Regions from separate parts of the Mus musculus genome. Here region 1 is linked to region 2. A link is a contact called in public promoter capture Hi-C data. All regions are on one chromosome and are shown on one strand. The core of a region is the stretch at or near the end of the contact, and the rest is flanking DNA. Distances in the headings are between cores, read along the strand shown. Region 1 holds the start of Tjp1 (tight junction protein 1). Region 2 overlaps Tjp1 (tight junction protein 1).

Region 1 (3,480 bases), core at 670-3,169, 38 kb after region 2:
GCATTTTGGGTTCCCTGAGAACAATAAATGTGACTTAGGGAAGGAGGCAACTGGTTAACACTGCATTCACTAGCTCATTGAGGGAGGGCCTGGCTTTATGTAAGACTGCATCCAAGAAAATAACCCTTCAGTTCCCAGCTAAGGACGCAAATATTTAACTACAGAGGTGCCCCTATGTGCCATAAGATCTCAATACCATAATTTATGTGTAAAAGCACACCTTCTAAATCACCTTGCCACAGCAAGCTATTGGAAACACTTCTCTTGGAATAACACTTTCCAAGTGTGTTGTCTTGACTAACAAGTACCAGAGCTCACACTCTGAAACAAACTGACATTCTGTGTAATATGGCAACAAAGCCTTTCATCCCAGGAAAGGAAGTCCCAGCAAATGCAAATATCATCACTTATATTTTAAAAGTAACAAATGTTGCACTGATTCTAGTTTTTGGACCCAGTCTTTCTTTTAGATCTCTTATCAATGTTTGCTCAAAAAAAAAGATACAAACTAAATTACTCCTACAGGAGCAATACTCTATTCCTTAAAACAATCTATACTAAACCTTGTATCTGCCAAAGAAACAAGGTCCTGTCAAGAATTCAGAAATTTCCATCTATTCTCAAAGGTTATGATTAAGTATTTCAAATAGAAAACTACATAAAATCACCACCTGTTTAAGCTGTTTGAATAACGGATTGATTTTTCTCACACTGTATGTCTGTCATTGAAAAAGCAAGCACTTTAGGATTTTTTTTTAATTAAAACGTACAAAAGAAGGATTCTACTTCATCTTTAAGAATTTTAGCCTAATGTAATAATAATATAACACACTGTCAAGAAGCACACTTCAAAGCACACAGGAAAATAGGCAAGTTGTTTTGTGCAGAATTCACCGGGCTCTTTTGGTTTGCACCCATCTTACTGTCCATGTGTAGGGACACTTTGTGCTACTTCTGAAAGTTGAAATTAAAGTGCTTAAAAACTTTCCTCCTTCTGTGGCCTCACATAAATAATAAACCTCAAAATAAACCATAGCTACTCTAGAGCTGAGTGTTTTGCTGTCTCCAAGCTTTATCGCTGCCATTGCGCATACCGCAGCGGGTGACATCAGATCGAAACTATAGGGTTTCGTCGGGTACCAACCACTCCTCCAGAGCCAGCCCCGCGGCTACCCACCCACCCTCCTGCTGCAGCTGACACCCCCGGGTCTCCGCAGACACGCTCCCGGGACCTGAGAATCCTCACCCGGGGCGACTTTCCAGGCGCGGGACCTGTTGCACGTCGCCTCCCAGCGCGAGCCGGAGCCAGGCACCGGCAGCCGTGCACCTGCCCGGGCGGCAGGCGCACCCCCAGCCCGCCCTCCCGCCTTCCCTCACCGCCCCGCCGCGGTCGCCCCCGGCTGCCGCCGCGGGGAGGGCGGGGCGAGGCTCCCCCGCCGCCCCCCGCCGCCCAGCCCGCCGCCCGGCTGGCCGAGAGGTTCTCACCTTAGCGGCCGCGGCCCTGGCGGACATCTTGTCTCTCTCCGCGCCGCGCGAAGCTCCTCGGACCCGAAACTCCGCGCCGCCGGCCCGCCCGCTCCTCACGCCACCGTCCGCATAAACATCTCCCGGGGACGAGCGGGGCAGGGGCGGGGGAGGCCGGAAAGGCCCGGCCCACGGGGAGGGGATTCAAGTGGGACAAAAGTCCGGGAAGCGTCCGCCCCGCCCGGGCTTCTCCGCGGGGCACACCCGGCCGCCTGCTCGGCCTCCGCCGCCCTCCGCCGGCTCGCCGCTCCGCAGTACCCGGGCCTCCGGCTGTCCCCTACACCCTCGGGCGTCTCCTCCAAAGCCTGCTCCCGCACGTAACTTCCCCGGAACGCGCGGCCGCCGAGAGACGTGCCGTCGGCGGGCAGAGCCGTCGCGGGCAACTCAGGCGGCCACGCAAAACCTGCCGGACCGGGCCACTGAGCATGCCCAGCCGGCGGGGGCGGGGCCTCCGCGAGGGGCGGGGCCAGGCCGGGTCCGACCCCCGCGCGGAAGGAAAAGCTCGGCTACCCAAGTTACTTGCTAGGCGGTTTCCGCTGCCGCGCGATCCATCCTGTTTGTTTTTATCACAGATCCGGCAGAATTCGATTCACCCCCACCCCCGAGAACCCCAAACTCCTGTGTACTAAAGCTTTTTGACTCCCTACACAGACTTGTCTACTTTCTCCTCAACCAGCAACCCCAGATGGGCCCCACGCAGGAGTGTGACAATTAAGGTCGGCCTGGCCAATACCCAACTGTGGTTTCTTTAGCCTCGCAAGTAACAATGGTCACAACTGTCACCATGTGTCTCGGCACTGTTACCCCATTGGAGATATGTTTTTGTTTAAAGCACAACAGAAGCGTTCTAGAAGGCTCAGGACAAACCGACTGCCTTAAATAAACCAGGTACAAATCTGGACACTGAGATAATCCCAGCCCCCTTCTCCCGCCTCGCTAGACAGGGATCTCAATAGAATATTTTAGGCTATCAAGATTGCTGAAATTCTTGGCCCCTGAAGAGACAGAGCAGGCTGCCTGCCTTTCTAAACCAGAAAAGGATGTAAGGACACGCGGAATTCAACAAGTTCAATAGGCCACTGTGCAAACTTAGGCCAACTGTCTTGCTGAACCAAAAAAAAAAAAAAAAAAAAATTAGGTAGAAAACTATTTCGAGCTTCATTAATTTACATTCTGTATACTGCAAAGCTCTTAAGGAATATTAGAAAAATTTAGTAACATTAGATAACATCCTAAAGTACCTAGCATAGTGCTACAGTAGCCATACAAGGAAGAGGGAGACAGAAGCATCGGCTTTTAGACTATTGTTGTCTTTTGAGAATTCAACTATATGACCAATTTAAACCTAATTCTAACTTGGAAATATCCATACATGAAATGTAAACATCAATTAAGGTTTCAAAGTCAAGTATTTTGTAACTCTAAGCCAGCTGAACCAGAAAAGAGCATCGTGCAAACCAAACCCTGTTTCTCGGCATGTAGGAAAACAGTTAAAGTCAGTTTTGTTTTTTGTTTTGTTTTGTTTTAGTTGTGGTGTGTGTAGTTATTTCACAGGCAAAGTGTCCTGTGTTCTCTCAAAGGGGGTGATTAAATTTATCCTATGAGAAAACAGCATTATAAAAGACTTGGGTGTGCTGTGGCTGAGAAAGCGGTTCCTGAAGGACTTTCATACCAGGGAGGGCATTACCATTTAATAAGAGATGCACTCTGCAAACCTGCCTAGCAGTTTGATGCGCCTACTCCTTCCCTTTTCTCTTTGGTCAATCAGTTTATCAAGTCTATTATGTAAGCTAAATATTAGATCACTACATCGTGTCTACATCTAATTTACCTGATTGGTCTTATCTTGCCATGGCTTTAAAAAAAAAATGAAATCAAGGAAAACCATTTCACTTTCAGAACACTTTGCTTTAAAAAGTGTGTCAATTAAAAATTTCCAAATAATGTAACCATTCT
Region 2 (3,822 bases), core at 1,267-3,766:
GTTTGATCCATATGAAAGCTACTGTCAAATGGCTGCACAGTACAAGGCTTCCAAATGAGTTACCTCCCACAAATGTCCTTCCCAGACACTGCAGACAACAAACACCCTGCCCTGCAAGTTCATCTGGCAACATAATGTAAATTCTCTTAACATTCATTGACCAGAGGCTGAGCCCTTCCAAGAAGGCTCCATCTGAGGCCTGAGGGCATGAGGTTGTATTGGCAGGCACTTTGCCTTAGAAGATGAAGAAACAGCTGTCTGTACTTCTTCTATTTAGACTTAGCATCACTCCTAGCAGCCAATGCTTTGTAGTTCTGCTCCTTTTATGTTTAGCTTCTTTACAATAAACTGTTCCCATAATCCGCACTCACTCTCTTGATCATAGGTATGCTGACAGGCTTTCTCTCATATTTCTAACACTCAAGCACCCACCAGACTGCAGACATCATTAAATTATCAAGGCTTGCCTTAAACTTGCTCTGTAGTGATGTATCCAGACCTTGAATTTGTGATATTCTTTTGCCTAGTACCCCAAGTAGCTGGGATCAGAGGCGTAAACACCAGACCTCTTATTAAAATTTTAATAAACAGTTGAAGAAAAACTTTAGGGAGCTTTTTCCCCACTGATGTCATTAGGCTTTTGACGGTGGTACAATTATCCTGTGCTCTGATAACATCTAGAGCACATAGGAGGAGCTGACTGGAGGGTTTTAGAAGGAGAACTGTATCACAGTGATCAACAGGACCATTCTATATTTCCTCATCTGTAAATAAGGGTTTCATAGTTACCTTTTACATACATACAGAAACTGACCTTTTTTTTTTTGTTTATTACAAAAACGTTTATTTTATGTGCATTGCTGTTTTGCCTAATATATGTCTATGTAAGAGTGTCAGATTCCCTGGAACTGGAATGTGGGTTCCCTGCCATGTGGGTGCTGGACATTAAACCCAGGTCCTCTGGGAGAGCAGCCAGTGCTCTTAACCACTCCATCTCCCCCAGTCCTGGAACTGACTATTTTCAAATTTCCTATTTTGTCTATTTTGGTTCTGAGTGAGCAGAAAAGCTTATCACTACGCCTTCCACCAGACTACCCTGACCATTTCATCAGATGAAATGATTCATCTGCAGAAAGCTGAATAAATTGAAGATCACACGTTAAATCGATCTCATAAAGAAAAACATCTTATGCTATCTTTTACATGTAGAACCTAGAGTGATAATATATACATCTAAGTAGAAGGGAGACCATTTGGGAAGAGGAAAGGGACAAGAAGAACTGTGACAGAAAAGGATAATGGATGTACGAATATGGACAAACATATGTTTCAACAAAAATGTCGCTATAGAACCCCACGTTGTACAAATAACACATTAATAAAATTCTTATTTATGTTCTGTGGTGGTCTGAATCAGAACGCTCCCATAAACTCACATATTTGAATACTTTATCCCCAAATAATGAACTGTTGGGAAGGACTGGGGTCGGTCCTCCAGTTTGAGATGGGTCTTTTGTTGTTTTGCCATGTGTAGGCAGGCTGGATGGCCAGCAAGCTTCTGGGAACTTGCTAGTCTCTACCTCTCTCACCTAGGAGAACTAGGACACAACCTTACATGCGCTCTTGGGATTTGAACTCAGATCCCCACTTACACAGCAAGGGTTTTACAGATTGAGCCATCTCAGTGCTTGAAATTGCTACTACAAACAGAACATCCTGGTCATTTAAATTCACGAGTCTCAGAGAATTCTAATGCTATGTGTGGGCTATAACAGTTCTAAGGCCTGGACCCCAAATATAGCATCTTAGCACAAGATCTGAGTTTTAAGTTGGCAGTGCTTTGCTCATACACACAATATCCCCACCACACATGGCTGGGTCATGAGCTGTGTCAGCAAAAGATGCCCCTGAACTCAGGGTTTGGTATAGGCATTTCTTTCAGGAGGAACAAACAGTAGTAACAAGAATATTTAAAACAGTTACAAACTCATTTTTTTTTAAAGCAGCACTTTCAACTACTTTAGAAGCAACTACTTTCAATTAAAAAGGATATGCTCTATTTAAATATGATCATTTTTATAACTTTAAGTCAATGTCCTGGGTCTCTGATGAGGTGTCTAGTTCATGAAATAAATGTGTAATACAAAGTGTACATCTGAGCGATCATAAGAGCTTTTACTTTAGACGTTTTCATTAATGTCCCTGTTTATATATGACTGTGGGTGTCACTGCAGATAGAATGGAATGTTGAATTTTTAAAAAGTCACAGGACTGGTATTCCATATAAAAATCCTTAAAGCTCCTGAAAGAGAGGAGGACATCATGGTGTTATTTGAAGATAATTAATATTAATAATAATTAGTTGAGTTTTCAAAATGAAGTTAAGGATGCCAACTTGTTAGGAAAAAACTAAAATAACAAATGGAACTTCCTATCAAATTAACAGTTATAATGAGATTCCATTTTACCATTAATGGCTACCTACCATCAAGAAGATAACAAGAGCAGGGCAGAGTAGTAGGGTACACCTTTAATCCCAGCACTGAGGAGACAGAAGCCAGGCCAGCATGTCCTACATAGTGAGACCTTACCCCATACTAACAACAACAAAGAGAGGGAAAAAAGAGAAGAGAAGAGAAGAGAAGAGAAGAGAAGAGAAGAGAAGAGAAGAGAAGAGAAGAGAAGAGAAGAGAAGAGAAGAGAAGAGAAGAGAAGAGAAGAGAAGAGAAACAAGTGGCCACGATTCAGGGGACAGAGAAATCCAGGGTATTCAACCTTTGACACTGCAACATGATGTCATCTACAAATTTACAAAGTTCACACTCAAAGGAATGTGCAATAAATAGTTACCCAAAAAAAGTAAAAAAAAAAAAAAAAAAGCCAACACACCAATTCTATACAAACAAACCAACCCTATCAATCACTATGGAAATCAGCACAAATTCCTCAAGACCTCAAGAAGTTTAAAACAGATTTTTCTATATGACCTAGCTGAACCCCTTTCAGATATAAAGCCAAATAAACTAGACGGTTGCATCACATTATTCACAACAGCCAAGTTAAAGAATCAGTCCAGGTGCCTGCCTATCAACAGAACAGATGAGAGGATAAAGTCAAAGACTGTCTCTGTTGTGTGTTCTCTCTCTCTCTCTCTCTCACACACACACACACACACAGACAGACACACACACACACACACACTATAAAGTTTAATTCACTCAGAAAGAGTCACATTATGACATCTATAGGACAATGGACAGCTGAGATCATGTTAAATGACATAAAACAGACTCACAGACAAGTACCTCATGGTTTCAGTCATGTGGATTGTAGTATGAGGAAAGGAAAGAGGACAAGCAGGGAGGCGGAAGGTGGAAGAGGTACTGGAGTAAAGCCCAGTGCTTGGGAATGCATGCTAACAAAAGTAACAAACCAAACAAGAAAGCAAAGAGAACTTCCTATGATTCAGAATTTATTTGCACTCAAAGTAGCTACATTCTTGAAACTCTGATTACTACTATTCCTTTTTTTTTTTTTTTTTTTTTTTTTTTTCAGTTTCTAGGTTAAAGAATGTACTAAGTTATGACTGCCTCCTCCATGCTTCCACCAGAGATGTTAGTTCTGGCTCCATGAGAATGCTGTAGCAGAATGACATTCAAGGTAATATGGGCTTTTTAGAATAGATAGCTTACAGCAGGTAAAAAACAATCAATTAAAAACAATAAATCAATTTTGCATTTGATACACCATAATAATCCTTTAAAGACCATTTCAAGCAAAATAAAGACTGAAATCCACATAACAGACCCATAGCTTGAAGTG

What was found. Promoter capture Hi-C pulls out the DNA fragments that hold promoters and counts their contacts.
Region 1: a contact with region 2 is called in a promoter capture Hi-C map of liver, with 8 times the contacts expected there. The contact joins the promoter of Tjp1 here to the enhancer-like site in region 2. A contact is called at or near these places in 5 of 39 promoter capture datasets (embryonic stem cells, liver and maxillary cranial neural crest), 1 of 15 datasets of contacts at CTCF or cohesin (the NIH/3T3 cell line), 17 of 484 Hi-C or Micro-C datasets (the G1E-ER4 cell line, the P5424 cell line, brown adipocytes and 8 more), 7 of 115 datasets of contacts at active chromatin or transcription factors (embryonic fibroblasts, embryonic stem cells, hepatocytes and 3 more) and 3 of 9 other capture datasets (adipose tissue, liver and pancreatic islet).

The regions. Positions count from the first base shown.
Region 1 is chr7:65,369,325-65,372,804 of GRCm38.p6, forward strand. Tjp1 (tight junction protein 1) reads right to left here and starts at 1,920. Exons shown (of 27, transcript NM_001163574.1): 1 at 1,486-1,920. The coding sequence starts at 1,512.
Region 2 is chr7:65,330,490-65,334,311 of GRCm38.p6, forward strand. All of the region lies in intron 8 of Tjp1 (tight junction protein 1), which reads right to left. Among named protein-coding and RNA genes, the nearest start is that of Tjp1, 39 kb to the right of the region's middle. Within about 2 kb of position 2,517, at least 6 of the 459 cell types and tissues checked have an H3K27ac peak or open chromatin away from gene starts, as enhancers often do. A contact at or near this core is called in hepatocytes, liver and pancreatic cancer cells, where this site is marked.